Regions from separate parts of the Mus musculus genome. Here regions 2, 3, 4, 5, 6 and 7 are each linked to region 1. The links are chromatin contacts, called in public ChIA-PET, HiChIP or PLAC-seq and promoter capture Hi-C maps. All regions are on one chromosome and are shown on one strand. Each heading gives the region's core, a stretch centred on a gene start, on an enhancer-like site or on the middle of the called end of the contact. The rest is flanking DNA. Distances are from core to core; before and after follow the strand shown. Region 1 holds the start of Elk4 (ELK4, member of ETS oncogene family). Region 2 holds the start of Tmem81 (transmembrane protein 81). Region 3 holds the start of Srgap2 (SLIT-ROBO Rho GTPase activating protein 2). Region 4 holds the start of 6030442K20Rik (RIKEN cDNA 6030442K20 gene). Region 5 holds the start of Dstyk (dual serine/threonine and tyrosine protein kinase). Region 6 holds the start of Tmcc2 (transmembrane and coiled-coil domains 2). Region 7 holds the start of Ctse (cathepsin E).

The links. Promoter capture Hi-C pulls out the DNA fragments that hold promoters and counts their contacts. ChIA-PET counts read pairs in DNA pulled down with a chosen protein or histone mark. HiChIP or PLAC-seq counts read pairs in DNA pulled down with a chosen protein or histone mark.
Region 2: a contact with region 1 is called in a promoter capture Hi-C map of embryonic stem cells, with 2.2 times the contacts expected there. The contact joins the promoter of Tmem81 here to the promoter of Elk4 in region 1. A contact is called at or near these places in 4 of 39 promoter capture datasets (embryonic stem cells, hippocampal neurons, neutrophils and 1 more), 1 of 115 datasets of contacts at active chromatin or transcription factors (extraembryonic endoderm stem cells) and 2 of 9 other capture datasets (embryonic stem cells and pancreatic islet).
Region 3: a FOXA1 HiChIP or PLAC-seq map of pancreatic cancer cells shows a contact between it and region 1. The contact joins the promoter of Srgap2 here to the promoter of Elk4 in region 1. A contact is called at or near these places in 2 of 39 promoter capture datasets (erythroid cells and pre-B cells), 5 of 484 Hi-C or Micro-C datasets (CD4 T cells, embryonic stem cells, muscle stem cells and 1 more), 3 of 115 datasets of contacts at active chromatin or transcription factors (the SCID.adh cell line, memory CD8 T cells and pancreatic cancer cells) and 1 of 9 other capture datasets (adipose tissue).
Region 4: an RNA polymerase II ChIA-PET map of memory CD8 T cells shows a contact between it and region 1, with 46 read pairs. The contact joins the promoter of 6030442K20Rik here to the promoter of Elk4 in region 1. A contact is called at or near these places in 13 of 39 promoter capture datasets (the 3T3-L1 cell line, the C10 cell line, the HPC-7 cell line and 9 more), 9 of 484 Hi-C or Micro-C datasets (CD4 T cells, CD8 T cells, embryonic stem cells and 3 more), 5 of 115 datasets of contacts at active chromatin or transcription factors (effector CD8 T cells, embryonic stem cells, extraembryonic endoderm stem cells and 1 more) and 3 of 9 other capture datasets (adipose tissue, liver and pancreatic islet).
Region 5: a FOXA1 HiChIP or PLAC-seq map of pancreatic cancer cells shows a contact between it and region 1. The contact joins the promoter of Dstyk here to the promoter of Elk4 in region 1. A contact is called at or near these places in 1 of 39 promoter capture datasets (cranial neural crest), 1 of 15 datasets of contacts at CTCF or cohesin (the NIH/3T3 cell line), 3 of 484 Hi-C or Micro-C datasets (liver and uterus), 5 of 115 datasets of contacts at active chromatin or transcription factors (astrocytes, embryonic stem cells, memory CD8 T cells and 2 more) and 1 of 9 other capture datasets (adipose tissue).
Region 6: a contact with region 1 is called in a promoter capture Hi-C map of fetal liver, with 2.9 times the contacts expected there. The contact joins the promoter of Tmcc2 here to the promoter of Elk4 in region 1. A contact is called at or near these places in 6 of 39 promoter capture datasets (cranial neural crest, embryonic stem cells, erythroid cells and 3 more), 1 of 15 datasets of contacts at CTCF or cohesin (the NIH/3T3 cell line), 1 of 484 Hi-C or Micro-C datasets (differentiating embryonic stem cells), 3 of 115 datasets of contacts at active chromatin or transcription factors (embryonic stem cells and epiblast stem cells) and 4 of 9 other capture datasets (adipose tissue, embryonic stem cells, liver and 1 more).
Region 7: a contact with region 1 is called in an RNA polymerase II ChIA-PET map of memory CD8 T cells, with 29 read pairs. The contact joins the promoter of Ctse here to the promoter of Elk4 in region 1. A contact is called at or near these places in 2 of 39 promoter capture datasets (the C10 cell line and erythroid cells), 1 of 484 Hi-C or Micro-C datasets (liver) and 2 of 115 datasets of contacts at active chromatin or transcription factors (the 230-238 cell line and memory CD8 T cells).

What each region holds. Positions count from the first base shown.
Region 1 is chr1:132,005,509-132,009,571 of GRCm38.p6, reverse strand. Elk4 (ELK4, member of ETS oncogene family) reads right to left here and starts at 1,952. Exons shown (of 5, transcript NM_007923.3): 1 at 1,632-1,952.
Region 2 is chr1:132,503,930-132,507,992 of GRCm38.p6, reverse strand. Tmem81 (transmembrane protein 81) reads right to left here and starts at 1,763. Exons shown (of 2, transcript NM_029025.3): 1 at 1,497-1,763; 2 at 1-828. The coding sequence starts at 535. It overlaps Rbbp5 (retinoblastoma binding protein 5, histone lysine methyltransferase complex subunit), which reads right to left. Exons shown (of 14, transcript NM_172517.2): 14 at 2,328-4,063.
Region 3 is chr1:131,524,971-131,529,033 of GRCm38.p6, reverse strand. Srgap2 (SLIT-ROBO Rho GTPase activating protein 2) reads left to right here and starts at 1,673. Exons shown (of 23, transcript NM_001081011.2): 1 at 1,673-1,801; 2 at 3,441-4,063. The coding sequence starts at 4,030. It overlaps Fam72a (family with sequence similarity 72, member A), which reads right to left and starts at 1,131. Exons shown (of 4, transcript NM_175382.4): 1 at 182-1,131. The coding sequence starts at 333.
Region 4 is chr1:132,475,002-132,479,064 of GRCm38.p6, reverse strand. It overlaps 6030442K20Rik (RIKEN cDNA 6030442K20 gene), which reads left to right and starts at 2,001. Exons shown (of 2, transcript NR_165177.1): 1 at 2,001-2,343. Rbbp5 (retinoblastoma binding protein 5, histone lysine methyltransferase complex subunit) reads right to left here and starts at 1,698. Exons shown (of 14, transcript NM_172517.2): 1 at 1,538-1,698. The coding sequence starts at 1,556.
Region 5 is chr1:132,415,350-132,419,412 of GRCm38.p6, reverse strand. Dstyk (dual serine/threonine and tyrosine protein kinase) reads right to left here and starts at 1,960. Exons shown (of 13, transcript NM_172516.4): 1 at 1,543-1,960. The coding sequence starts at 1,807.
Region 6 is chr1:132,389,404-132,393,466 of GRCm38.p6, reverse strand. It overlaps Tmcc2 (transmembrane and coiled-coil domains 2), which reads left to right and starts at 2,081. Exons shown (of 5, transcript NM_178874.3): 1 at 2,081-2,490. The coding sequence starts at 2,284.
Region 7 is chr1:131,636,037-131,640,099 of GRCm38.p6, reverse strand. It overlaps Ctse (cathepsin E), which reads right to left and starts at 1,786. Exons shown (of 10, transcript NM_007799.3): 1 at 1,543-1,786.

The sequences.
Region 1 (4,063 bases), core at 703-3,202:
ATCCATATAGTAAGTTCCAGGCCAGCTAGGGCTACATGAAATACTAGAGACCCTACCCCAGCCCCAAGTACAGGAACCAAGTAGAAGTGAAACTGTCCTATAACCCAGGCTCTCCTGAGATGAAGCAGGGAGGGCTGTGGGTATGAAGCCCGGGCTACTGACCAACAAAGAGGGAACAAGACAGACAGATTCCATATAGGTACAAAAACAGAGACACTGTCTAAGTACTAACAATTACAGCTTCAAAAGGTTTTTTAGAAGCATAATGGAGGCAGACTTAAATGGACCCAAATCATCGTTGACAGATTAAATGCTGGAAAAGGTTTAACACTCAAAGACTAATCTCTAAGCTACAATGAAACGGGGCTTTAGGAGCTGGAGAGCAGCTCGGTGGCAAAGTGCTTTGTCTTGTCTAGCATGCCTGAGAACACAGGTTAGATGACCAGCACTGCACCTAGGTAGAGAAAATTGCTTTCTCGAAGAAGTGCAATGGAAAAAGAAGAGAACAGGGGCGCCTGGAGTGCAGACCAGCTGATGAACACCTGATGCAGACCCCAGTTTTGATACATAGCACAAGAAGGAAGGAGAGGAGGCTGAAAGCAACGGTGAGAGCCACAAGAGGATATTAAATGTATACTTTTTTTTTACCTTTTTGTGCTGGTGACTGAAGAGTACATCCCCTGCCTCAAATATATAATGGTGTCCCAAAAGTTAAGACAATATTTCCCCCCCAAAAATGTAACAAACTCCACGTAAGCAGTTTCCATTTTAAAATAAAACCAAAGATCAAAGAACAAAGAGTTCCTACAAGGAAAAGTTGAATCATACTCTTTTAAAAACACCACTCCTAGCCGGAAATACAGAAGCCCCACGTTCTGTGCATGGGGGGGAAGAGAGAAGAGCTCTGACCTTAGAACGGCAGCCATTCTACTGAAAGACTCTTACTTAAATGACCTAACCTTCACATTGCAAGGGCTCGAGAAAATGCCAACCGTGTCTTCTGAGTTCACCCAACAAATTCCCCCTTATTTCCTTGCCGATGCCCGTTAAAACTCCTCCCCTCAAAGATGTTTCCAATGCTTTTCCGAGGAAAAGCTTGCCACAGCTGTACAGGAAGCGAGGAGGACTGATGAAAAGTAGAGAAAGAAAAACCTGTGGCCGGATGGACAGCGAGCTTGGGGAAGGGAAGAATGCGGCGTGAGGCCGCGCGCCCCGAGATCAAAGTGCGGGGAGACGCAGACCTCCGGCCCGTGGGCGAGCCAAGAAAGCACTTTCACTTTCCAACTTCCTGCCACTCCGGCAAGTTAAAACCGTTCCCCTCTGCCCCACCCAGGCAACAAAAAACCGCTGCCACCTTCCGCCCAAGGGACTTCTCACGACCCACCGAGGTGCGGGCAAGGCGGAGGGGGCGCTCCGGCGAGCACCTGAGCTCCACCGAGCTGCTCCCCCAAGGAGAGCGCGCCAGCGGGCCCCGCCCACCCACCAGGTCCCACCCTCCCGCCACCAAGCTCCGCCCCTCCCTCCGCCCGGTGCACTTCCTGCCGCGCCCGCAACCTCCGCCCGGCCCGCGCGGAAACCTGGCTGAGGGGCGGTGGTGCGAGACCCCGACGGGGCGTGGGCGTGCTGCTCACCAGGCAGGGCACGGGACTCCTCGGCCTTGAACGCGGTGCGAGACTCTGTCGCCCACCGCTCCTCACACTCGGACCTCAAAGACCGCGCGGCGAACAGTGGCGACCCCCGCGCCGGGGCCCGAGAAAGCGGCGGCCGAGCCGAGCCAGCCGCGTGCCCGCAGCCGCCCGCATCTCCCGCTGCCGCAGGTCTCGAGCCCCGCCCTCGCACACGCGGCCGGGACGGCGAAGTGGCTATAGTTAAGCTGCCACTCGCCGTGCGTGCGCTCGACGTTCTTCACTACGGCCGCCGTCTCCCGTCGTTCCGCGGCCTCCGCCACTCTCAAACCCCCCCCCCCCGGCACTGCCGGGGCCCTTCCTCGACGCCGAAGCAGCGCGAGCGTCACTTCCGGGGGAGGGGCCGGGCCCCAAAGCCAGTGTTTTGTTTCTGGCCCGGGGCTCCCGTACGTACCCTGTTAGTCCGTCCCGTGCACTCGCTCCGGGGACTCCTGCTCTGCCGGACATTCGTACTTCCTCGCAGGCCCAAAGTCCTGCTTAGGGCTCTCGGGGTAGCAATCTGGGCCCAGGGCTGTGGCGGCGGAGCTGACGTGTGAGGACGACGCCCACTGGTTTACATTGCGAGCTACCACCACCACTTGATCAGAATCATTGACGAATGGTCTCTCTAGAATGGGAAAAGCTTTCCCCCTTACCAACTTAGCTTGGTCCAGAGCTTTAACTTTCTTTCTTTCTTTTCTTTTTTCTTTTTCTTTCTTTTTTTTTTTTTTTTTGGTTTAGAAACAGTATTTTAACACGTAGCTCTAGCTGTTCTGAACTCATAGGAGATCCTTCTGCTTCAACTCCTGGCCCCAAGTGGTGGGATTACAGATATTTACAGATGTGCACCACCACGTCCAGTCTAAGTGACTTTACTTAAGAATCCGAAACACCCAATTCATTGCCTGTAAAGTCACTGTGAAAACCTAATTTTCAAAACTTGCAACATCCAAAGAAGGGATGCAGAAATCAACACCCAATTCCAAGGTTCACAAGTGTTCGCAGCTGAGGCAATTGAGCGTTCCATTTTGTCTCCCTGCCCCACTAAACGAATGAGTGTGTTGTTTGTTTACTTAGGCTTTTTGAGACAGTTTCTGTACTTAAAGCTCTCATGGGATTGACTGTGCCACTCAATTTGGGGTTGGACTCTCAGCAACCCTGTCTCAGTATCAACATTATGAGGATGTTAAGCGTAAGCTGGTTCTTACAAATGTGATTTGTGTTTGGAAGCAAGGTCTCATGAAGTCCGAGCTGAGGTTGACTTTGAACTCCTGATCCTGTTTCCTCCACCTCCCAAGTGATGAATTTACAGGCTTTTAACACCAAGCTCAGTTTCATATATATATAGCTATAGATATCTATATAGATATATAGATACAGATATCTATATATATAATTTTTTCTTTGATAATTTCATACATGCATACAATATATTTTAAACATAGTCCCCCTCCCTCACCTTTCTGACTCCTCCCAGATCCCCCTATGTGCCCTCTTTTTCATTGTTTCTTAACCCAGTGAGTCCAGTTAGTATTGCCCATATATGCCTGGATGTGAGACAGTCCACTAGTCCACTAGATCGTGGTCAGGGACCCACCTCTAAAGAAAACTGACTCATTCTGGCACCCATCAAAGGCCAATAGCTCTTCAGCTAGGGGCGGGGCGTCTATGCTCTGTTCACAATGGAATGTCAACTGCTTGCTCTTGTACAGATCTTTAACAGGCAACCATGGCTTCTGTAAATGCATGAGTGTAGTGGTCATGCCCAGAAGAGTCCAGTCACCCCAGACTTCTGGCTCTTAAAAATCCTTCCACCACCTCCTTCTCCTCCTCCTCAGTGTTCCCTGAACCTTGGGTGGTGGTGACATGCTATAAATATTCAACTTATGGTTGAGCACTTCACAGACATTGATTCTTTGCACTTGGACCAGATGTGACTCTGTATTATCTGGCGTCCAAGGCAAAAAGGAGCTTCTCTAGAGAGCACTGAGAGTTGCACTAATCTATTGGTGTGATAACTATTTCAGGGCAGTCTGATGCTATGTCCATTTAACACAATAATAGTAGAATTACTTATGAGCTATGAGCTCCCCAGCAGCTGGATCTTGGCCAGTTATCCTGTAGAGTAGAATTTCAGCCCAACCAGGAAACAGTTGGTTGCTTCCATAATTTTCATGGCACTATTGTACTTGCCAAGCCAGTTGTTACTGTGGCTCATGGAGTTCACATCTGGGTGTTACTTCCCCCAGGAACCTACATAGCACCTTCCAGTATTATGGAAGATAATCAACAAAAAGGAAGGGTCCTGGCCAGTACCTACCTAAGAAGGAGAAGAGTATCAGATCCCAGATCCCCTGGAGCTGGAGTTAGAAGCTGTTGTAAGCCACCCCCGTGAGTGC
Region 2 (4,063 bases), core at 514-3,013, 500 kb before region 1:
GAAGGACCCTCAGTCCAAAATAGAGCCTCTTGACAAATTTCAAGTTTTTTAGCAGCTGCACGTCACATCGATACGTCCCAGCGTTATACTCATAGGCTGGTTTAAATCCTATAAAGGGGGAATTGGCTCGGAAGGGTCTGAAAAGCTCGTCGTTAGTAGAGATGATGCCCCGGGCAAGCCTCCAGGTGAAGCGGAAGGCTTCCTGCCCTTTCTCCAGGATGTCTGAGCTGAGACAGTTCAGCTCAAACGTCTTCCCATGGACGATGGTGAAATGGAGCATCCCACAGATCCAGTTGGTCACACACTCCAAACGCTGGAACGTGCAGTTTCTCCTCACTCCGTCGGGACCCACCTCGCACTCCGTCTCTTCCTTGTAGCCAAGGCCACATGTAACACTGCATCCTGTGGCATTGACAATGACTCTCCCCACGGCTTTTTGTAGCTCCTCAGGGATGTCCAGTGTCATCAACACCAAAGGCAGGTAGGTTATTGATAACAGACTCCTAAGGATAAAAACGATGGCCCCAGTCTTCATGACTCAGTATTTTACTAGCAGGCATTCCAGATGAATGTTCTATTGTACCACAACAGAGCCTCCAGCTTGGAATAGCCCTGAGCATTGAGAGATTATAATGTACAGTTGTCAGCAAAACAGACACATGCACAGATGTGCACAGAAGCGGGGTCCATAGTCTTAGGTAAGGCCACAGGCAGGAAGACTTTTTACAGTATTGTCGCTTGACTCTCTAAGCTTGCTTGCTTAAGCCTGCCAGGGGCGTCTTCCAGGGCACAATTCTGGTCGCTTCCTAATGAACTTAAACCCACAGGCTTTAGAAGGAAAAAAGGAAAAGACCTGAGAAGCTGAAGTGAATTTCCATGTTACCCAGGTGTATAAGCTAACTCTTTCCCTCCCTCCCAAACTGTGGGAGAGTTTCAAAGTCCCGTACTAAATCTGATCAGATACAAAACCAGTCTTACAAAAGGGGTGAGGCAAGGTTGGGCTAGGATGTTAATTCGAATATCTTGAATAATTTACTGTGAATATTCCTAAACCACCTCTATTAGAAAGATAACTTTGGCTGGGCCTGGTGGCGCATACCTTTGATCCCAGAACTCAGGAGACAGAGGCAGGTGGATCTCTGTGAATTCAAGGCCAGCCTGGTCCACAGATCGAGTTCCAGGATAACCAGCGCTGTTACACCAAGAAACCGTCTTGAAAAAAACAGACAACTCTGGGCTGGAGCCACGTGACTCCCCCCTTGTCCATTTCAGGTAGGTCCCTTTGAACACTGCACCTGAAAGCCCCATTCCCAGGTTTAACTACCTTCACTGTATAGACTTTCAAAGAAATGGAAAGCAAGGTATGGTGACAGCAGCCTCAAAGAGGCAGGACTGCTGGCAAATTCAAGGCTAGCCTGGGCTAAACGGGCTAACTCTAAGACCTGTCTCCTGAAAAGAAAAAGCTTTAGTGGAGTGTGGCAGCACGCGTTCTGCACCTGCATGAAGCTCGGTTTTGATCCCCATCACCACATAAACTGGGAGTTTGCACAGCCCTTCTCCCAGCACTCACGAAGATCACAAGTTCCAGGTCAGCTTCAGCTATACACCCATGTGAGACCAGCCCAGGTTAGAGACTTAGTCCAACACACCCTTCCAAAGGAGCAAGTGAGTACGCTATGGCAGAGGCAGCTCGTCCTGTTCTAAGTGAATCAGGACCTGCCTAGTGTGAGGCGGACTGGTGCTGCCTGACTCTGGTCTGCTCTATTTACCCCCGCAGCACAGAAGAGCTCATTGTTCGCATCAATGAAGGTTGCTATGAAGCAGCTATGATGCTAAAGATGGGTTCTTAGCGACAGAACAGAGTAGCAAGCAGACAGATTTGGTAATCTTTGAAACCATACTACTTGAGTCTCTGAGATATCTTATTCTTTATGAGATAACAACTATTCTGTATTGATGTTAAAATTACTTCATCAGAGAACAGGATTAACAAGGAAGAATATTAACTACATTTAGACTAACAAAGATCCTTGGAAGGCTAGAACCTCTAGGTGCACTACTATAACCTCCCTGAATGCCTAGCACTGTGGCCTCTTCAAAGCTTATAATAAGAAAACCCTATGTGACTGTTTTCATTAACATCAGCTTTTGGCTCAAATCATTTATTTCTAGTTTGGACAACGGAAGGACTCCAAACTGCCTGACCTTTCCAGATCCAAATGACCACAGAGAAAGATCTAAAATCCACACGTATTTTCTACTGTACAAACACAAAGATGGCTGCTGAGTTCCAGAAGCAGGCAGTGTTTACAAACAAGCATGTATACTTGTGGTTTAATAAACATCCAATTTTATTTACAAAGCATTAAAGCTTTAGCAAGAAGTACCCAAGGCTAAGTCTCATCTTGTACAAAACTACAGAACATTTTAAGAAACAAAACGGAGAGGCAGGGAGGACGACAGCAAGGAAAAAGAATATACATATATTACACAAATCAAAAACCTAAGCTGAGAGTGGACGGAAGGTTCTAGAAGCCGACAAAAAGATTCCCAAAGCATAAATAATTATTAGGAGCTGCTGCCAGAGACAATCTGGCAGGGTTTGAGCTGATTTACTCAGTAGCTCATTAATGGAAATGGGACACAGCATTAGCATCCAGATGGAGGGAAATCAAGCCACTTCACACAGGGAAGGCAGAAACCCCTGCATCAGCTTGCACACCACTGCAGTGTGCTGTACAGAGACATGACATGGAGGTAATGTCTACAAATAAAAACATCCCGTGAGCCACTTACCAATCACAACCATTGGTCTCACTCACACTTGGAAGCAGCACAGGAGCAACAGAACTAGAAACTTCCAGCGTGTCCCTGTCACATCTACCACAGTACAATGTAATCAACGGGTTTGGCTGTCTGAAGGAGCCTCCACCAACTGATAAGAGATTTCACAATTAGCATAGTATTTAAACCTCCTTTCAGTGCTGACAGAGTATGGCCCAGGGCAAGCCAAAGCTATTGCCAGAGGCGTCACTAACCCTTCGCACACTTGGCTTCCTGACTTTGGATTTTCAGAAAATTTCAAACACTTATTGTACAAATCCATTCAATTTGCTATTTTTATTAAAAGAACAGCAAATGCAGAGAGAGCCAAGGTGAGAAAGAGAAGGGTAAAAGCTAAGCAACCTTTCACAGAAAGGAAGTGAGTGAAGACAGTAATGGGGCGTAGCTCCAGGAAAGGACAAACTATGGCTGCCGGGGACAGGTTCTCCACAGGCAAGGATTTAAGGAACGAACCTCATCTTTGATTTGAAGTGGGCTGCTGTTGCTTTGATTTGGGGGTGGAGGTCTCTCATGTCAGTCCTTGCATAGTGCCCCACACCCATAAAAAAGAACCTCGTGGAGAAACACACCTTGCTTTGTTTCTAACTCTGGAAGTCAACACAGGTAAAGCGATACACAAACTACTGATGATTCTTAGCTGGAGATGGATAAAACTAATCATATCCAAAAGCCATGATTATTCAAACGGATCTAATACTGGAAAACATGCAATGCAAGGGAACCCCTGATTCTCTAGAGCCCAGCCTCCTGAGCAAAGGGCATGGTAAGATAGCGTGATAGGGGCCTTCGTTCCTCCTTCCTTTCCTGCCAGTCTGAAATCTTTCGAGCACTTGCTTCTCTGCCCAACCTTTATACACAATATGGAGCTACAGGAAGCACTGGGAGGGGAAAGTTATGAATGAAAGAAACAGAAGATGCATCAGTCTTCCTAGGTGCTGGTAGCAAATTTTCAGAAAAGAACAAGTCACTCGAGGACATGCATGGAGGACGGAAGGCAAGCAGGACATGGGAAATGACACGTCCAAAGATGGGACTCCAACAGTTAGGTGAACAAAACACGGGCACTCTTCACCAGCAACACAACCTGGTGTGAAGTTGAAGTGGGTCAAGCCTCCTGCCGTCTTCGCGCATCCGCGTTCCTGAGAGCCTGTTTGGACTTCTGCTTGAAAGGAAGGCAGGGCCGTGTGCTCTTCTTCCATAATTCACTTCCTCATTCAAA
Region 3 (4,063 bases), core at 424-2,923, 480 kb after region 1:
TGACCTCAGTACTGACCACGCTGGGCAAACCACAGGCTTTGTCCAGACAGTCTGCCCACTTAGATAAACTCCAAGGGAATCATCAGACTGGTGGGAGTGGCTAGAACACCAAATGATAACCTTGACTCCCAGGGACCCATGCCATCCACTGTCCAGCTAAAGGGCCACCCGTCAGACTTACTTGGTAGGAGGGATGTCTGTAGAGAAAAGGTCTATGTCAGTATCAGCCAGCAAAACAGCCTTCATTCCCCTAGAGCTGAGAACTTGTTTACAGAATTTGCAACACAGGATGGATACGCATCGGTCTTTGAAAGTACAGTTGTTGGTAGACATAGCGTCCCACGTTGAAAGAGGTGCAGAATTTTGAAAGGGGAAACTTTGATTTCCTCAGGCTAACAATCAAGACGGAAGGCCTCTCGTTCTCTACGCTCTAAAACTGGGAAGAGAGTCCTATTTTCCTGGTGGAAAGGGAAACTTAGTATTTATTGAGTAGGAAGAGCAAATTTTACTTCCTTTTGACTTGGGGAGGGAAGGGAAATGGAGTTCAAGGTGGGGAGAGACAAGTGGAGTTGAAGGGAAACTTCCGCAACAGGTTTAACTTTCTCTGGTCTTCAAGAATCTTCTACTCTTCAGCTCCGACCCCGGCTCCGGAATTGGGCGATTTCCCAGTTCCCAGCGGGCTTCTTCCCTTTAAAGCCTCGCCTCTCTGACCACTCCCAGCGCGAGCTCCGCCCGCAGAGCGCTCCAATTCTTGCTCAGCTCCACGCGGCTTCTTCGTAGGATTCAACGCCCCTCAGCCCTTTCCACGCGGGCTCTGGCCCCGTCCCGCTCCCTCTTCTCGGAGCTCGCCCGTGGGCTTTCTCCCTTGCACCACGGCTCTCGGCGTCCTCTCCCGGCCGAGCTCTCGCACTTGCGGCCCGTAACCCGTAAGGTCTCTTCCACAGCGGTCGCTCCGAAGTGAGCAGCGGTGTAGCGAGGTGGAGGGGAGAAGCCTCGGAATAGGCTCAGTTCGCGCTGCAGTCAGTCAGCGAACACGCCGGGTTTTGCTCTTTCTTCCGCTTTCTCTGCTTTTTCTAACCCGCTGTCAGTTTGAATTGCCTGCGCCGAGCAGGGATTGGGAGGACTAGAATTTGCCCCAGACCCACATTGGAAGGCCAAGGGCCTTCTCCTGACGTGAGCTCAGAGGCCACGCCCCAGTAACGGTGCCGATATCAGATCGGCTCTCTGATTGGTTAATATTAGCTCAGCCCCTAAGATCATTGGCCAGCATCTGCTCGGCTTAAACCCTCCCCCCTGTGAACTTGGAAGACACACCCCGAGTTTCTTATTGGTGGATACACTAAGGTCCAGGCCGTTCTCTACTATTTATTGGCTGAACTTCCCTCCTCCCTTTCCCGGTCCGATTGGTCCCGTCTTCTCTTGAGAGTTTGTGTTTGGCTGTCGCTTCCATTTTATCCCGCCCATCAGCTTTACTTTAGGCTTCCACAGGCCGGGGAGGAGCTCACTCTAGGACTGCGCCTAGGCAGCTAGTGTTCGCCACACCTCTAAGTTTCGTCAGCCCCGCCTCTACTCCTGGCGTCTATGGATCAGTTGTTCCTATTGGCTATAGTCCCCGTCAGTCGCTATTAGGCGGGCGGTGATTGGCAAAGGGGTGGGTTCAGCTTCCCGGCGGGGTCTTGCGGAGTTGGCGGAGTCTCCTTAGGGAACTGGGGGGCCGAACTGCGTAGAAGAGGGTGGCGGGGAGGAGAACGCTAAGTGGGAAGCGGAACCTTGGGCCTGGGACCGGTCGCGGCAGAGCCAGGTAAAGGCTCCTTCTCCCCTTCCCTCCCCGTACGCCCGGCTGCTGCTGCTCTGACTGAACAAACCGGGACTGGGCGGGTGGACGCGTTGCGGATGCTGCTGCTTTCGGCGCCGCCTTAGCCGTGTCGCCGCCCGCGGTCCTCATACCGCCCTCCCCGGCCCTCCAAATCCCCCAGTGCAGCCCATAATACTTCTCGGGACTGTTCATCTCTCCGCCCATCCCTGCACTGCCGAGGACGGTCCTCACGCGGCGACACCGCCCTCCCGCAGCCCCTTTGCACACGGTTGGCCGGGTCCACCTAGGGGCCTCGCCGTAACGGTCCGCTGGTCTCGTCCCTGGTCTCCTAGCCTTGGCTGCCAGCCCAGGACCCGGAAAGATGGGGTGTTCCTCACGGCTTGCAGGGTGCTTTCTCCGTCCAGCCCTCCAGTCTGTCTCCCAGGGCTTCTCCACCCACTCTGATACCCAAACCTCATGCGGGTCCCGAAAGTTGCCAACATCCTACACTTCACGTTGCAGCGGTCCACCGCGGTTTCCCTCACTGCCTCGCCCCCAAAGCCGTCCTCTCGGCGCCCTCTCTGGTCGTCCAAGCTTGGGCGGCTCGAGCTGGCCCGGGCTCTCTCCTGCCTCAGGACCCCACCTCACGCCCGCCTCCTGCTTCCTGTCCTCCCGCACCGCGCGGCCTCTGCTCGCTCTTCCTGCGCGCGGCCCTTCCTCCAGCCGCCGGGAGTAGGCGACACTGCCTGGAGCCGCTTGTGCGCCGGCGGGGACAGGGCGGCCTAGGAGGCAGGGGCCCGCCGCAGCATTGGAGCTCTTCCCTCAGCCTCCTTGCCGCCGCCTCTCGCGCCTCCCGGAGCGACTCTCACTGATGCCTCCCACCCGACTGGGATTGGGTGCGGTATTTGTGATCCCTAGGCTTGGGGGACAAAAAAAATACTGGGGGGGGGGTGCCATTTAGAGTCACTCTCATACCTGGCTTGGGGAAGGCTACCGCCGCCTGCCGCCTCCCATCTCCGGGTTTTCCCGGTTTAGACCCTCGCCTCTAGCTCGTTTCCTGCTTCTGCCGACCACATTGTTTTCCTGGATGTCCCGTGCGGAGCGGGCCCTTCCTGCAGCGTCCCCCCTCCACCCCCCTCACCCCCCTCCCCGGTTTTGCTGCCAGGAGAAGCTAGTTACCAAAAACAAAACAACTGGGAGGAGGGGTGGCAGGGGAAGAAAAGTTGTGCCCATCTGGTTGTCCCCTCTGGTATGGATCCTGTAGATGTCTGGGAGGTGCCCCAGCCGGAGGTCAGGGGCCGCGTCGCGGGCTAGGCGGGAGGACCCCTCTTGGGCTAGCAGGGTTGGGAAAGCGCCGAGGTGCCGCAGTCCCCACCCGCAGCTCAGCTTTCCCGCCGCAGTCTCCGCCCGGAGCACGCGCTGCCGGCTGCTCCAAAGTGTTCTCTTTCTGCCTTAAAACCTGGAGGGAACATTTTTCCTCCCTACATTGATCGCCACGCCGGGTCTTCGGGCGGAGCGGGCGTTGTTAGGCCAAGATGAATGGGCCAAAGCTGGACTTGGAGTGTCATCCCCGACCCCACCCCTGTTGCGATTAGGATCTTCCCTCCGACTGATCGCCCCCTCCCCCCTTTTCTTGCATTTACAGGCTAGTGAACCGGAGCAAAGACTTCCGACCCACTCTGCGCTGCAGCGGCACCCTTTTGGGATTTGATTTGCAGAATCTTTGAGCTGGTAACACACACACACACACACACACACACACACACACACACAATCCCGCGAAGAACGCCTAGCCCTCCTCTGGCACCCCAAGACAAACCCACTCCCTCCTAGGGACACAGCTGGGCGCGTCCACACCCCCGCATCCCCTACACCATGTTGTGCGGAAGGACTTCCACTCCCAGCCTGTGTCGTTGATGTCAGACCCCAGGCCAGCCTCCGGGCGCTGCAGTTCTCCTGGTTAATGCTGCGGTTGTGGTTAGGGCTTTAGTACTTAAGCCAGCCGCCGCCGCCCCCCACTTCCCCACCCCCGGCCTCAGCGCCCACAGTCTGCATGTGTGTGCAGTAGCCGGCTGCCCATCCCGCCGCTCGTGTTCTCCTGGAGCTCTGGATACCACCGCGGGGCATTTCTCTGCCTGTGGGAGAAGTGGCCTTGGAGGCATTGATATCAGTGGTTGGATTTTTCCCGTGGATCTATCAATTCACAATTCGGATTTGGAAGAAAGAAGGAAAACATGACGTCTCCAGCCAAATTCAAAAAGGATAAGG
Region 4 (4,063 bases), core at 752-3,251, 470 kb before region 1:
CCAACAGATCCAAGCTACCTTTCACAATTCCTTGCATCTTATTAGTCAAGCACCATTATTTTGTAGTTCATTTTCTTATCACCACTACACTCAAATACTGCCTCCCCAATGTTTTTTCTTTCTATGTCCCAATTCACACATTCCGTGTATCACTCATACATTGTGGCCTTCCAGACTGGTTTTATATTGTCTCAACATTCATCTATGCATTATAACTCTCCGAAAAACTTTATAAATCAGTGCTCCATCTGAGCTGTTGGTGTATCTGCCCTATCTTCCTTAAAAAGTAAACTGTCCAACCTGGCATCCATGAGTCTCCACAAAATAAACATCATCAACTTAAACTCTTGGTTATCCTCTTTATTACAATATCCACATTTTGGCATAGCAGAAAAATTATCTCACTGAGGGGCAGCAGAGATGGTTCAGTGGTTAAGAGCACTGGCTGCTCTTCCAAAGGTCCCAGGTATGATTCCCAGCACCCATATTGTAGCTCAAAACCATTTGTAACTCCAGTTTCAGGGAATCTGACTCTCCTGGCTCCTGTGGGCACCAGGCACATACATCACTGGTGCACAGTCATACATACAGACAAAGCACCCACACACATAAAATAACAAATTAAAAATTTTCTCATTGGTGTCTTTTATTTTAGATACACCTTTCACATACTTTCATACTTCGTCAGTATTATATCCACAAGCATGCACCCATGCTCCAATAAAGCCGCTATAAAGACAAAGAACACTTTAAAAATTATCTTTGTAAGTGGGCTGGAGAGATGGCTCAGCGGCTAAGAGTACTGACTGGCTGGGCGGTGGTGGCGCACGCCTTTAATCCCAGCACTTGGGAGGCAGAGGCAGGTGGATTTCTGAGTTCGAGGCCAGCCTTGTCTACAAAATGAGTTCCAGGGAAGCCAGGGCTATACAGAGAAACCCTGTCTCGAGAATAAAACAACTGCTTGTGTAGTTCACATTTCCGGGGATCTACACCTCCCTACGGTTAAGGACCTTAAACGGGCAGTCAAGATGACTGGATTCCAAATGCCAACTACGCCACTTAGTGCCGAATTACAACACCCTTACCTATTCCCTTAACCTTTTTTTTATTTTTTATTTTTAAAATAAAATCTGGTTAAGTAACACCTTTCCAGCAAGAGTAATCCCATCTAGGCACCGGATCCCCTGACAGGTCTTCAAAATTGACCCACCCTAGGTCACTCTTCCTCTGACTGCATCTCCAAAACTCTGGTCCTGTCTGATTTGTTACTTCAGCACCTGCGATCTTCGAAATCACAGCTCGGACAAAAAGTGCCTCAATGACTCCACAACTGATCTGAAAGCGGTTTCAGAAAAGTAATGCATTCTCTTCGGACAGAAGCTGGTCTTACTCCTGCTGCTGCAACTCCACCTCACGAGCACTCAATGAACCATCTCCGAAGAGTGTCCCTAAGGTTGCAGCCTGCGGTCCCTCCCGCCCAGGTTCCCTCCTTCCCAATACCGAAGGGTTTGCTAAGTCGCAGGCAAGCCCTCCTCACCCAGCAACTCGAGGTTCATCCCTGCAGACGCTGGCCGCCTGGTCTCCGCACCGGCAACAGTTCCTTCTCCCCCACCCGCTCAGAAGCCCCGCGTCTAAGTGGGGGGCGCCGCGAAGAGCCTGGCGCAAGCTCCGGAGACTTTCGGACTTAGAAGGCCCCGCGGCTTCCGCTTTCCTCCCCCGCCTTCCTTGTTCGTTTTACGTAGCTGTCCACATTTCTCCCTAATTAAAAAAAATATTAAACGCTCTTGTAATCAAACAACTATAATATTATCGAGGGAGAAAAAAATGTCATAGTCAGTCGGAACTCCAAAAAGTACAAGAATGTAAAGCTTTTCTCTCCGGGACCACGTAAGTGAGCAAGAAATTTCAGGCATATCACTAACCCACTAATACTCACAATGCCGTGTGTTCCTTGGGTTGTCCCGGCGGCTGCCTGAGACTCCGCAAGAAAGGTTCCGGGCGATTCTTTCTACCGCAGGAAAGCGGGAAAGGTCGGCCCCTAGTGCAAGAGTGTTGGAGCTCTTTGGCGTGGTCAGAGCGCGTGCTGGCTTGGCTCACCTTACTATGAGTACTATAATTACTATGTGTCTGACTTAGTTTCGTGAAGATTATTTCACGTCTCTAAAACTATGCTATGCATCACATAAAACGGCACGATAGTATTTGTTAGGCCCTTTCCTGCGGTATTACTGTGTACACAACATCGATTAGGGCACAGGAACATTGTCAAGAGAGATGGACTGAGTGTCCCACAGTTCTGTCAGACTTGATGTACACAGAGCAATCAGAGAAGACCAGCTAATGGTAAATAATGGGCGTGGGGTGGGAAGTGTTTATCCAATGTGGTGGGCAAGTCACCCCTGTGTAGCTATAATGACAGTAATCTAGAGGTCCTCCTAACTGACTTCACCGTTATGGGTATTTAACCCTTTCCTTGTGCGTAAAATGACAGTGATAATAATACTACTTAGAGAATTACGAGGATTAAATGAGTTAAGCATATAAAGTGCATAAAAAAATCAGGTGACAGCAAGTATAAGCCATTATTTACCAGTTACTATCTCCTAAATATGTCTTTCATGTAGCCATTTAACCCAAAAACAGTAATTGAGGCTCAGAGATATTGGACAATTTTCACTCCCTTTCGTGTCCAATATTTCCGAAATGCTATCCAAATACTATAGAACCAGAAATAATTTGTAGAAATATTTCTGCACTTCTCACAGTGATTTATTATCAGGTCTCTTTGGCTGTACCCACTGGCTTAGTGAAACAGAAAAAAAAATACATTGTTTCACTTATGAAGTAATAATGATGAACTTTTCACGTGTATATGGGTTTATTTTCTGTAGGCAGACTGTTGGTGTCCCTGGCCATGTTTTTTTCTAATGGAACATGCATTTTGTAAAATTTTCAAGGAAGGAATAATATGATCAAGTTAATGTTTAAAAAATAAAAATTCCTACCCAGTCTTATAGCTCATATATGTAATCTCAGCACTCAGGAAGGAGCCTGGGCTCCCTAGTGAGTCCTGGAGTGAGAGAGAAGAAGGAAATAACATTAGACGGGTTGGGATTTTTGTTGTTGCAGCTGCTGCTGCTGTGCTGGTTTGCTTTGGTTTGGGTTTGGGTTTGGGTTTGGGTTTGGGTTTGGTTTGTTTGCTTTCAGCTCTTCTGGTACTGGTGATTGAACCTAAGCCTTACCTACAGAGCCTACCTATAAGCCTAGCCCTAAAGATCAACCTCTTAAAGACACTGTTGAGTAGGAGTTCCGGTGAGGGGTAAAAACTCTCCAGGAGTTTACTGTTGGCCGTGAAGGATGGTCTGAATCCAATCTACAGGAGAGAAAAACAATCAAGGAGCTTGAGATTAGGAGACAGAATTGGAAGCGGCATAAATGCAAAAGATGTGTGTGTGTGTGTGTGTGTGTGACATGTTTCTGCTTTGGGGGCTCCATTTGCTGGTGCAGAGGATACAGAGAAGGAAACAGCCTGTATAAGGTAGATGTTCTGCCCAGACACGTTGACTAGAGATGATAAAACGTGGACTTCAAAGAGGTCCCGGTTAAAGATGTACTGTATTTTGTCAAGTTTATATATGCATATTTTTGCACTTTAAAAATCTCTGGGGGGGGGGTCTGGGAGACTTTTGGGATAGCATTTGAAATGTAAATGAAGAAAATACCTAAATAAAAAAAATCTCTGAAAAAAAATCTCCAAATTAGTGATAGAGCACGACATGCATGATTATCCCTCAGAATGGAGCCGTAGGGGTTGGCTTGTTGTTGTTGTTGTTGTTGTTGTTGGTTTGATTTGGTTTGGTTTGTTTTTTTATTTTTGGGTTTCTTTTTTATTTTCTTTTTTTGGTATGGTAGACATTGTATTCCTTGTAATTCGTTGTGTTCTACTTTGATTAAAAACTATAATTGGTGGGCTTTGCTTTGTGAGGGCTAATTAGAGTTTATTAATATTACTAATTGTCAAACAGGGTATCTGAAGCTTTGTTTAAAGGGGAGAAATTTTAAA
Region 5 (4,063 bases), core at 711-3,210, 410 kb before region 1:
TCACTCTAGTGTTTTTTATGTCCTGAAGTAAAATAAGATCTTTTGCCTGGAGGTGGTGGTGCACACCTGTAATCCCAGCACAGGGAGGCAAAGGCAAGCAGATCTCTGAGTTCGAGGCCAGCCTGGTCTACAGAACTAATTCCAGGACAGCCAAGGTTACACAGAGAAACACTGTCTCAAAAAAAAAAAAAAAATTTTTTTTTAAAATACCTATACTCTGTGTGTGTGTGTGTGTGTGTGTGTGCGAGTGCACACACATGTGTGTATGCACAGTGGCCTATATGTGGAGGTCAGCAGACTACTTTCAAGAGTAGGTTCTCTCCTGGTCAACTCAGGGCATCAGGATTGGCAGCAGGTACATGTACCAGCTAAGCTATCATGCTGACCCAAAACAAGGGCTCTTTAAATTGCTATCCTGGGCAATAGAACAGTACCATTGAGGGCCCTATCAGGACTTACCAGCATGTCTTTAAACACCCCCTTCTGTAGTCTCAGACAACGTTCTTAAACATGCAACAAAGAGTATAGGGTCCAACTCACAAGTTCACCTTAAGTGATAATAAAACACCTGTATCAGATTCCAATATCTTTGACTTGCTAAATTAGACTCTTAGGACCCCCCCACCATGGTTACACAGCCAGAATCCATAAGACACAACCTGAGACATGGCATTTTTAATACACTCCTGAGGTTATTTTAATCTACACTGCAGCTCGAGAATCACTAAAGGCAAACCAAGGACATACCTGCTGTTAGGTTGTGCCCCGTCTACCTACCCACATGGAAAGTCAGTGGCTTCTCTCATCAACTTCCTAAGGAGAAGGTGGTAAAAGTTAAACCCTCTAGTTCCCCACCAATTGCAGTTCAAGGAGGATCAAAGATCTTGCAGTATTTAAAGTGATCTGAGGCCTCTGATACATCCCGAGGGGTTGGAGGAGAGGGGGGAATCAAGTCAAGAAGGGCAAGTTTTTCAAGGGCTCAGGGCCGCCCCACTCCACTCCACTCCCAACAACAACAATAACAACAACAAAAACAACAACAAAACATTTCTTAACTCCTTCACCATAAGTAACATCTCTGACCAATTAATTTCTAACACCCATTAAATATCCTTTTCTTTGGCAACTCCAAATCCTATTTAGAGGACATCTTCGCAGGGCTGCCTCTTGACTGGATTGCAAGCACTTTACACACCCAAACCCCGCGCGCTCACACACTCACATACCAGTGCAGTCCGAAGGCGCCCAGAGACTTCAGAAACACCCAACCTAACACCTAACCGGGGACTCGGTCCCCATACCAAGCACCCCAATTCAAAGCAACTTTCTCACCTCTCCGCTTAGCCTTTTCGAATTCTGCCTCCCGGTCTCGAGCCCTTGCCACCTCTCCCCAGGGTATCCTCCCACCTCATCTAAGATCCCCGAGGCCCAGGCCTCGCGCCGCCCCGCGGCCCTCTCCTACTGGCCGCCTCCTCCTGGAGTTGTTTTGCTGACGGAGATGCCACCCTCCGATTTTCCTCTCTCCATCGGGCCTGTCCTTACCCGCCGGCAGCGGGGCTTCGGCGACGTCGCCGGCAGGGCCAAGCTCGGCCGCTCCGCCGCCCGCGGGGGAGGAGGGACAACTGTGGCTGTGGGAGCACTTGATGTCGCGGAAGAACTTCTGGGTCTCTCGCAGGTTCTGCCGCAGCCGTCCCAGGTAGCGGCGGTAGCGGCTGAAGCCCCGGCACAGCTCGCGGATCATTCCGCCGCCTCCGGGACCCGGGCCCGACACGGACTCGCCGGCCCATGACTGCCCGTCGGCCTCCATCGCTCAGCCAGCTGTCTTCGCGGCTGGCTGAGCCGCTGGCCCGGCCCCCTCCTCCCGCCCCCTAGCGCTCAGAGAAGGCGGAATCCGCCTCCCGACGCCCCTGCCGGCGCTCCGCGCGGCCTCCAGCCTCCGTCACTGCCGCGGCTGAGCAGCCAGAGCGCCTGGCTCCGGCCAGAACCTTACTCCGCTCCCCAGCGGAGCCAGGGACGAGCTCACAGAGGCACCGTCGCTGCGCGGGCTCCTGGGACTTGTAGTCTGGGCTGGGTGGAATGCCACAACGCCCACAGGGAAGCAAGCTAGCGGGTGGACCCTACTGATCCCTGTGCTTACACTCTTCTCGTTTAAAAGGTGTTCTTGCACTGTACACGAATTCCTAAGGAAAGGCAGAACCCGCAGAGTATGAACCCCGGCAGAAATGGGGTACCTCAAATCTAGGAGAAAGAAAGATTTTAATAAGTAGAAGGAAATAAGGCCGAGGACAAAATATGTCTGTGGTTACCCCAAATGGTTACAACAGATAATAGAGAATTGGTTGAAAATACCCGGAGAATAGTGAAAACTCTACTGTTTGTGTTACAGTCTACTTTTTCTTTTCTTTTCTTTCTTTCTTTCTTTCTTTCTTTCTTTTTTTTTTTTCCTGCTCTAGATGTGGAAAGGGGGTAGGGGTGTGAAAGGGTGGGTGAGACCTAAGAGAAAGGACAGTTGATTTCTTGTACAGTCGGCAGGGGTAAGGGGAAGTTGAAGTTAGTAGCCTTCTAAACTGATTATCTTAACAAGGCTTCTGTCAGTGTGCCAGACTTCCATCGACGCAGACTGTCACGGACTCCATGACACACAAGCCACAAACGGGACAGAACTTGACACCAGTCACCTCTTCACCTGATTGAACTTTGAGTAACTTGGGCTCAATGTGAAATGTGAAGGCTTTAACCTGTAACTTGTTGCACTTTTTAAAAGATCACGCATTCAAATGAGCCTGCACTTTAAGGTAGGCTAGCTGCAAAAAAGGAGCCCTGTGTTCCTTCCCATTTACGCCTCCCTTTGCACATTCTGGCCATTTCTCTTCTTTGCAAAGTTGTATTCCCCTTGCTTTCCAAAAGGCTTGGTAAAACAGAAGTGAGAACACAAATGGAAATTAAAAAAAAAAAAAAGGTTGATAGTGTAAGAGCACTATTTAAAAATAGAACATGGGCTGGGTGTGGTGGTGTATGCCTTTAGACTCAGTACTCTGGAAGCAGAGGCGTGAAGGTCTCTGTGAGTTCAAAGCCAGCCTGATCAACAGAGTGTGTTCCAGAATGGACAAGGCTACATACATAGTGAGACCCTGTCTCTATTCTAACAAAGCAATGCAGGATGAGTCATCACAAAGATTTCTAGTTAGGGGATCAGTGGAGAGAAACCTTAGGTTGGAGGAAGAATCTATCTGCATGAGATACACATGGGAAGACACAATTGTAATCCCATCGCTCAGGAGCCCAAGGAAGGGTAATCCCAAGGGTATGGCCACCCTAAGCTACATAACTAGACCTCATTTCGACATCACAAAACTAGTCTTTATTAGTACTTTATATTTTAGAAATAATTGGGAGAAGGCTGGAGAGATGGCTCAATGCTTAAGAACTCTGACTGGGGGCTGGGGAGATGGCTCAGCAGTTAAGAGCACTGACTGCTCTTCCAGAGGTCCTGAGTTCAATTCCCAGCAACCAGATGGTGGCTCACATCCATCTGTAATGGGATCCAATGCCCCCTTCTGGTGTGTCTGAAGAGAGCGACAGTGCCCTCAGATACATTAAATAAATAAACAAATAGTTCTGACTATTCTTCCTGGGTGTCCCAGGTTCAATTCCCATCACCCATATGGTAGCCAAAAACAAGAGACATGATGCCCTTTTCTGGTCTTTGTGGGCACTGCACACATGGTGTACAGACACATAGGCAAAACAGCTATATACAGAATAAAACTAAATCTTAAAAAAAATTAAGTTAGTGTTTGACACAGGAGGATGGTGAGGTTCAAAATCTGCCTGAATTCCATATCAAGTTCCAGGCCAGGCCAGACTTAGCTACAGAGTTACGACCTCTGGGGCAGGAGAAAGGGGAGAGGGGGAGGAGAATGAGGAAGAAGAAGAGGAAGACATGTCAGAAGGTACAAATGGTATGAGGAAGACTAAATCTCCCTTAGTTTTTCTATTCCTGTCTCCTAGTCACCTAGTTCCCTTCAGGGTGCAGCTGCCATTGAAAAAACTACTTGTACTT
Region 6 (4,063 bases), core at 832-3,331, 380 kb before region 1:
AGCCTGGAAGAAGTGGTCAGAGAAAATGTTAGGTTCCCTGGGACGGAAGTTGTTAGCTGCTATTTGGGCACTGCTATTTCGAACCCAGGACCTCTGGAGGAGAGCCCAGTGCTCTTAACTGCTGAGCCATATCTCCAGCCCCATTCTTGAAGGATTCTCGAAGAACCCCTTCTGCTCTTCTTTAGCTTGGAGTCAAGAAGGGCCCACTGTGTGTTCCAAACCCATTGCCACCCAAGACTTGCTCATGCTTTAGGGGCCTCTACACGTTCCTCTCTCAGCCCAGGCAGAGAGCAGTGTGTTTCTCTCCTTTGTACCATGTACCGAGGGAATCTGCTCTCCACGCCCCCCCCCCAGCTTGTCTAGTCCCTGCCCACGATCTGCTCTGGCTCTGGCACTCTGCCATTCCTCAACATTGAAAATCCAAAAGGCTTATAGCTTTGCATTCCCAAACTGTGCCTGATACCGTGTAGTGGATATGGGGTGGGGAGGTAGAGTGTTTTTGCATTCCCAGCCCATTCTAAATTCCCATCTTCTAAAAACAGAGCAGCTTAGTTTAGAAAGTGGCTCCCTGAATAGAGTAAATTCTTAACAACTTGGTCTCTTTTAGGATACACATCAAAATAAGGGACTGGAATGGGGGAAAGGCTTAACAGAGTTAGGAAACTCACAGACTAGTGGGACCGAAGTGAGGCAAGAAGGGTTTGGTGAGTGTGAAAGAGACTGGCAAACTGTAAAATCCTTCAGAGAAAGCTCTGTGACTCACAGGGGGAGGCGCAGCCTTTTACAGTAGCCCAGGCCTGTGTTTCTCAGATGTTACCTTGTGTGAGAATTACCCGACGGGCTTGTGAAACATGGATCTTTGGGTCCATGACTTCTGATTTAGTTGTATCCAGGAATTCGTATTTCTGTCTGGTTCCCTGGTGGTGGTGATGATGATGATGACTACGATGGTGATGATGCAGGGTCCAGTCTATGCCTTAAGAACTACTGGATGCTGAATAAGGGCAACCCATCCATGCCAAAGAAGGCATACAGTTTGCAGAACGAATAGGAATTAATAGAGTAGAATACTACTACTCTCCATTTTTTGGTAGCTCCATCTGCTCTCATCTTCCAAACTGCTTAGCAATAGTATGGGGCAAATGTAACATTCTTTTTCCAGTCTTCAGTACATATCATTAATACCTACCATTAATACCCATTCCTTTTAAAAAGCTGCTTCTGGTGAGCATGTATTTGGGCACTGAGTTTCTAAACATAAAGCCTGCGTTCTTATGAGATGTGTATTTAAAACAGAGAAAGAGGGGATGTAGCAGAACAGTCCCTCTCCTTTGCTTTTGTAGCTATGAAGGTAGGCATGGGTTTGCGACCCAAACCACCTATTCTAGAAGGGACTAGCTTGTCTCTAACTGAAGGGATGCATATAATATAAGGTGCAGAGTTAGGGGAGTGATGATAAACACTTAATGTGTCCCCCAACAAAGCGAATGGGCGGGGTGATCGTGAAGGCCTAGCCTGGGAGAGGTGGCTCCAAAGCCGGCACAGAGCTGAGCTCCAACACAGCCTCAGCCCTCCAGACCCTCCCGGGGGACGCGCGGTGCAACCAAGCCTACAGCGGTGTCCGCGCGCCGTTGCGCAGCCCTCCGGCCTTCCCATTGGCGGGCGGCGCCATCTGCGCTCGCCTCGCCCTGGCGCTGGCGGGCGGAGGCCCGGGCGGGGTAGGCCGCGCTCGCGGCGGGCTGTGGCCGCAGCCTTGCGCGGCTGCTGACGAGGAGCGGGGCGCGGGGCGGGAGGAGGCAGGCCCATGCGGGGCGGCGGCGGGCGGCGGGCGGCGGCGGGGCCGGGTGCCCAGGGCGGCCCTATGGGACCCGCCCGGCCGGCTCCCGCGTGCCCTGCCTGGCCCAGCAGTCCGGCCTGCGGGCGGGGATGCGCGGTGTGGTCCAGCTCCCCGCCGCCCTGCGGGGCCCTGAGGCAGAAAGTTTGGGGGTCGGGAGCGGCCCCCCTCCCGCGCCAGTGACTGCCTAAGGACCGCTGCAGCCCGGCTTCGCCCGCGACCTGCCTCCGCTCCCCAGGTCGGAATGAACTATCCTAAGGCTCCCCCTCTTCGCCCCTCCCTCATCCTCCTTTAAAAAGATAATTTCTTAAATTCAAGAACTCGTGATCTGCCTACTCCCCTCGTCCATAATTTAAACCCCAGGTCTTTTGAGTGCAAGAGGGGGGTGCGGTCTCTCCCCAAGATAGCACGCTAGAAGGACAGATTCCCCTTGCCGACCCACTTACACCATGAAGAGGTGCAAATCGGACGAGCTGCAGCAACAGCAGGGCGAGGAGGATGGGGCTGGGATGGAAGACGCTGCTTGCCTTCTGCCAGGCGCGGACCTCCGGCATGGGGAGGCCTCGAGTGCTAACTCCGCTGGCGGGCCAACTTCAGATGCTGGCGCTGCGGTGGCACCCAACCCGGGTCCCCGAAGCAAGCCTCCTGATTTAAAGGTGAGCGCAGACCGTCTCCAGGCAAGCCCAGCCCGCCACGTAGCTTCCCCCACCCCTCGCAGAAGTGTCTTAACCGAATAAAAGTGATGGGGAAGCTCGCAAAGGTCAGAGAGGATGAATGATGTTCGGCTAGGTTCGGAGGGGGAAGCTAGGCACCATTTGTTCCTGTCTATCAGCTCCATCTCAGTCCTCTGTGTTCTTCATTATTCAGCAAACGTTCTAATGACTCACTCATCTGAGATTGTTTGAAGAACGTGTGTGAAACCCTATTTTGCAGACAAAGGGCTGGCGAGATCTAAGATGCTAACTTAGAAAGTTCACAGTACTCTCCCTTCTGTAGGAAGGCTAGAGAAGAAGATTGTAGCTTGGGAAGCTAAATAGGTGACCGTTACCTTCCTATGCCAATTAGCCTCCTCCGAGTGCGGATTTTTTTTTTTTTTTTTTTTTTTGAGCATCTTCCTGAACGAAGCTCAGTTTGTCCATCTATGAAAGGGGGGTGTAGATGTCTTGCCGTTAGGTGGAGCCAGAGGTTAAGCTAGTGCTTGGAGATCCCTCTCTGCCTCCTGAACCAACCCCCAGGGTGGAGAACTGACAGGTGGCAGGGCAGAGCCTGGGCTGATTGGGGCCTCGGTTCAAGTTGCACACATGCTGAGCCGGCAGCTAGAACCAGAATTGGAAAGGACCGTTCACATGGAGCTGTTTATTTTCCAGCCCGAGGTCTTCCAGACTATTGGCGAGCTGTATTGAATACATCTCTGTATCAATTACAGCAGCAGCCAGGATAAATAATGCGCCTTTGCTGGAGTTACCATCGGGACTGCCAGCTCAGGCTCCTTAGGCCAGCTCACAACTGGGCTGAGAGAGATGTCAGCTCCCGGAAGGAACTTAAATGCCTTGGGGATTGATGCCTTGGAAATTTTCTCCGGAAAGGGTGCAGGGTCTGGGATAGGGGAGCAGAAAGGCCTCCCGTTAGGTTAAAGCCTTGTCCAAATGGCTGTGGGCCCCGGAGGAGCTCACTAGAATAAGCTAATGACATTCCTTCTTTGGTCTGAGCAGCTCAAAGTCAGGAAGCCAGGTGAGTGCATGTGTGCTTTATGTGTGTGTGTGTGTGTGTGTGTGTGTGTGTTGTCCCTTGGGGAAGAGAGCCCACTCACTCCTTGTGGGACTTTTAAATTTTTGTGGAAGTTTTGCAAACCTGACCTCTTTCCACCCACCTTATGTGTAATGATGGACTAGTTGAACACCTAGGCTTTCTTCACAAAGCTTGTGATTCCCTCAGGCTCCAAGAAGTGTCACTCCCTCCCCCAAGTGACATGTTTTTTGTTTTAACTGAGATGGTAAGTCCCTTTAATGCTGCCGAGAGGAACAGGGGGTGACCTTTCGACCTCCCTCTGCTGGCTGTGCTAAGGGGGCTGTAGTTTCTGTGTCTATAAAGCTGCCCAAGGCTCCTTGTCTGTACCCTCCTGTGTCATCTTTTTTGATGACATTCATTTTGAACAGGGGCAGATAGAGCGATAGCACTGCACTTGACTACAATATGTTAACCGCTGAGCCGTCCTGAGGAGGAATTGAG
Region 7 (4,063 bases), core at 537-3,036, 370 kb after region 1:
GACGGGTATTTCCACAAAGTGGCCGAGGACAGTCTAGCTTTTGTTGAAAGTCTCAGTGATTGTTGAGAATGAGACCCACAAGTGAATTCACTTTCTGCTCCTGTTTCTAGGACATACCCATGTCAGCAGCTACCAGATTCAATACTTTCTTTGCACAGTCTATCTTGTTCCCTTCATTTAGTCAATAATTCAAATAGTTTTATTTCACTTCTTTCCCCAGACAGATTTTTCATTTTCTGTTTTGAGTCTAACATTTTTTCCTTATGTTTCTTGAAAGAAACAACATAAATCTTATATATATATATATATATATATATATATATAGAGTATATAATGTAAAAATATATTATATATAAATAAATAGAATATATTGTATATTATATACAATGTATATACTAGTGCACATATAATATATAATGTATAATATGTGTATATAATATATAATTAAGATATTATATATAATTAATGTACATATATAAGAGTTTATATTAGAATTTATTTTTAATTTTAAAATGATTTTGTTTTTATGTGCATTGGTGTCTTGCCTGCATGTGTGTCTGTGTACCATGCATGTGCCTGGTATTCAGGGAGGCTAGAAGAGGGTCTTGGGTCCCCTGGAACTTGAGTTACAGATGGTTTGAGCTGCCATATATGTGCTGGGAATTCAACTCAAGTTCTCTAGAAGAGCAGCCAGTGTTCACCATGGAGCCCTCCTTCCAGTTCCCTCTCGAGTTTATAACAGAAATGAGTAATATGCTATGAAATTTTTGCCAGTAGGTTTTTTTGTTTTGTTTTGTTTTGTTTTGTTTTTAAGAGAGTGCCTCACTGTGTTCTGACGAGCCTGGAACTCGATATGTAGACCAGGGTGGTCTTGAACTCACAGAGATCCACCTGCCTCTGCCTCCCAAGTGCTGGAATCAAAGGTGTGTAGCTCCACACCTGGATCAGCAGTTATCTTTGTCCTGAAGAAATTTCCTTTAGCAACGCATTATTAACAGCTATAATGCAATTAGCAGCTCATGTACAGTACACTCTAATTTAGAAATAACATGCAGATGTAGAACATTATATAAACATTAATGACAGTAAGTCATGCCATAATAAAAGTCTTACACACACACACACACACACACACACAGAGAGAGAGAGAGAGAGAGAGAGAGAGAGAGAGAGAGTTAAATCAGGAACTGAAAGGCACCGTTCAGACAATATGACTTCTATTGCAAAACCTCCGATTTCATCAGTACACAAATAGTAGTAGGGATTTTAAAACCATCTAAATAAAGAGTGGAGGGCAGCTTGACCTACCTAGTGAGACCATGTCTCAAAAAATCAACCAAGCAAATAAAACAAAAACTTCAAAGTCCTACGCAAAGCTCCCCGTAGGAAAATCAATCTTACAAACCAAGCAAATGGCAGCCTTCTTAGGAGGTGCTCACTTTTACCTGTGAGGAAATTATCATAATAAATGGATTTTTGTTAACTAAAGCATGAGATTGTCATTTCCCAGAAAAATTTGTAACAAGATTATAAACCACTTACCTTTGAAGTTACCGGATATAACCCAAAATGTCAAGAATTTCGTTTTCTTGTAGTAAGTGGATGGGTTGGGCTCCGAAGCTGAGCTCTGTGTGGAAACCCCGTTTTGTTGTTTGCTAACTCCGACTTTAAGCAACTCTTATCTCTTGGCCACCTCAGCTGCAAATGGAGATAACCACGCCTGATCTTTCTAACCGCTTCTGGAGTCACACAGGGCATCTGCAGTTCTGAGGAACAAATGAAGTTGTGAGACGGGCATACAGTTTTTTGGCACTTACAGGAAGTGTGCCTGCTCTTTCAAATAAACAGGAAACAGACTTTAAAGTCAAGTAAAGGAAGGTAGGCATGGTGGTGCATGTCTCTAATTCCCCTGTGTGAGAGGTGGATACAGACATATCAGGAATTTGGGGCCAGCCTCAGCTACATACTGACTCGAGGCTAGCCTGTGGTACATGAGACCTTGTCTCCATAAAAATAAAATAAATAAAGGATGTGCAGAGGCAGTAGAGGACATTATTTCCATAAACACAAGATTGTTTTTTGTTGAGCCAGCTGTGGCCAGGTGCCAAGGTCACAGTGGAGACCACAATGCTCACAGCCAGATGTTCTTCGAACTCCAAATATCAAAGCAACCATTGACTGTTTGTAAATGAGCTACCACATGAATTGAACATGTCAAAGCCTTCTTTAAGACAACTTCAGTCAATAAATGGGCTCCATAATCAACTTCAAGAGACACAGGAGATTTATTTGGAGAAATGAAATTTTGCGGGTAACAACCAGAAAGATGTTCTTGGTTTTTTTTTTTAAAAGATTTATTTATTTATTATATGTAAGTACACTGTAGCTGTCTTCAGACACACCAGAAGAGGGCGTCAAATCTCATTACGGATGGTTGTGAGCCACCATGTGGTTGCTGGGATTTGAACTCAGGACCTTTGGAAGAGCAGTCAGTGCTCTTATCCACCGAGCCATCTCGCCAGCCGGTTTTGTTTTGTTTTGTTTTGTTTTGTTTTGTTATTGTTGTTGTTGTTGTTTTCCAAGACAGGGCTTCTCTGTATAGCCCTGGCTGTCCTGAAACTCACTTTGTAGACCAGGCTGGCCTCAAACTCAGAAATCTGCCTGCCTCTGCCTCCCAAGTGCTGGGATTAAAGGCGTGTGCCACCACTGCCTGGCCAGAAAGATGTTCAAGCTTCAGAAGTGGTGAAGTGTTTCATCACACGGAGCTGAGAAGGCATGCCCAAGTACCTCTGCTCTGCTCCAAATCCTCTAGGAGCACCTCTGCAGCCACCCTGAGGAAAGAAAGGTGACAGCACCCCAGTGACAGCATCCCAGGTGACAGTCCTGCCCTTCACTCACTCACAGGGCATTTACTGAGGACCCGTTACATCCCAGGCACTGACTAGGTACTGGGGACATAAGTCAGACTGGACAAGATCTCAGGCCACACAGGACTTTTGAAATCTGCTTTGTGAATTGTCCTGGTCACACTGTGTCTACTCAGGTTCTGCCCCCTCCCCACCTTTATTTTATTTTATTTTATTTTATTTTATTTTAATTTTTTATCCTGGGTGACATGATGAGGCCCATTTCTTACCAGTGATTTCAGATGCTCACTGAAGGAGAAAGGACTCTATGGCCTGTTAGCATGCCTGTGTGCCTAGAACCCTCTTACCTGGAACAGGCCAAGGTAACAAAGGCAAGTGCCTCCTCTTGTCATCACAGTTGGAAACAACTGTTCCAGTCTTTGGAAGACAGGAGGAGGAGGATTATGAGTTCAAGGCCAGTCTGGAGAGAAGAGATGGCTTGTAGCTCCTCTCTGATCCAATAGTGCTTCCTTTACAGTGTTTGATTTCTTACTCTGGAACAAACAGCCAAGGTACATATTTTACCAAAGCAGACCTGGCCCCCAGGTTCTCCCAGCATTCCTCAAATCCTACCTGGCATACCCTATCCCCAACCTTAAACTTTCTAGCCCAGGGGCTAGAAAGCCTCAGAGTCTCTTTGCTATATGATCCAGACATTTTTCTTTTTTTTTATTGGATATTTTATTTACATTTCAAATGTTATCCCCTTTCCCTATCCCCCCCAGAAGCCCCCTATCCCATTCTCTCCTCCTGCTTCTATGAGAGTGTACCTCCACCCACCTATCCACTCCTGCCTCCCTGCCCTCACATTCCCCTACACTGGGACATTGAGCCTTCACCAAGGGCCTTTTCTCCCATTGATGCCTGAAAAGGCCATCCTCTGTTACACATAAGGCTGGAGCCGTGGGTCCCTCTATGTATATGCCTTGGTTGGTGGTTTAGACCCTGGGACCTCTGGTTGGTTGCGTTTCCTTGATGACTAAGAATGTTGAACATTTCCTTAGGTGATTCTTGACCATTAGAGTTTCCTCAGTTGAGAGTTCCTTGTTTAGCTCTGTACCCCATTTTTAATAGGGTTATTTGATTGTCTGGAGTCTAACTTCTTGAGTTCTTTGTATATATTGGATGTTAGCCCTCTATTGGATATAGGATTGGTA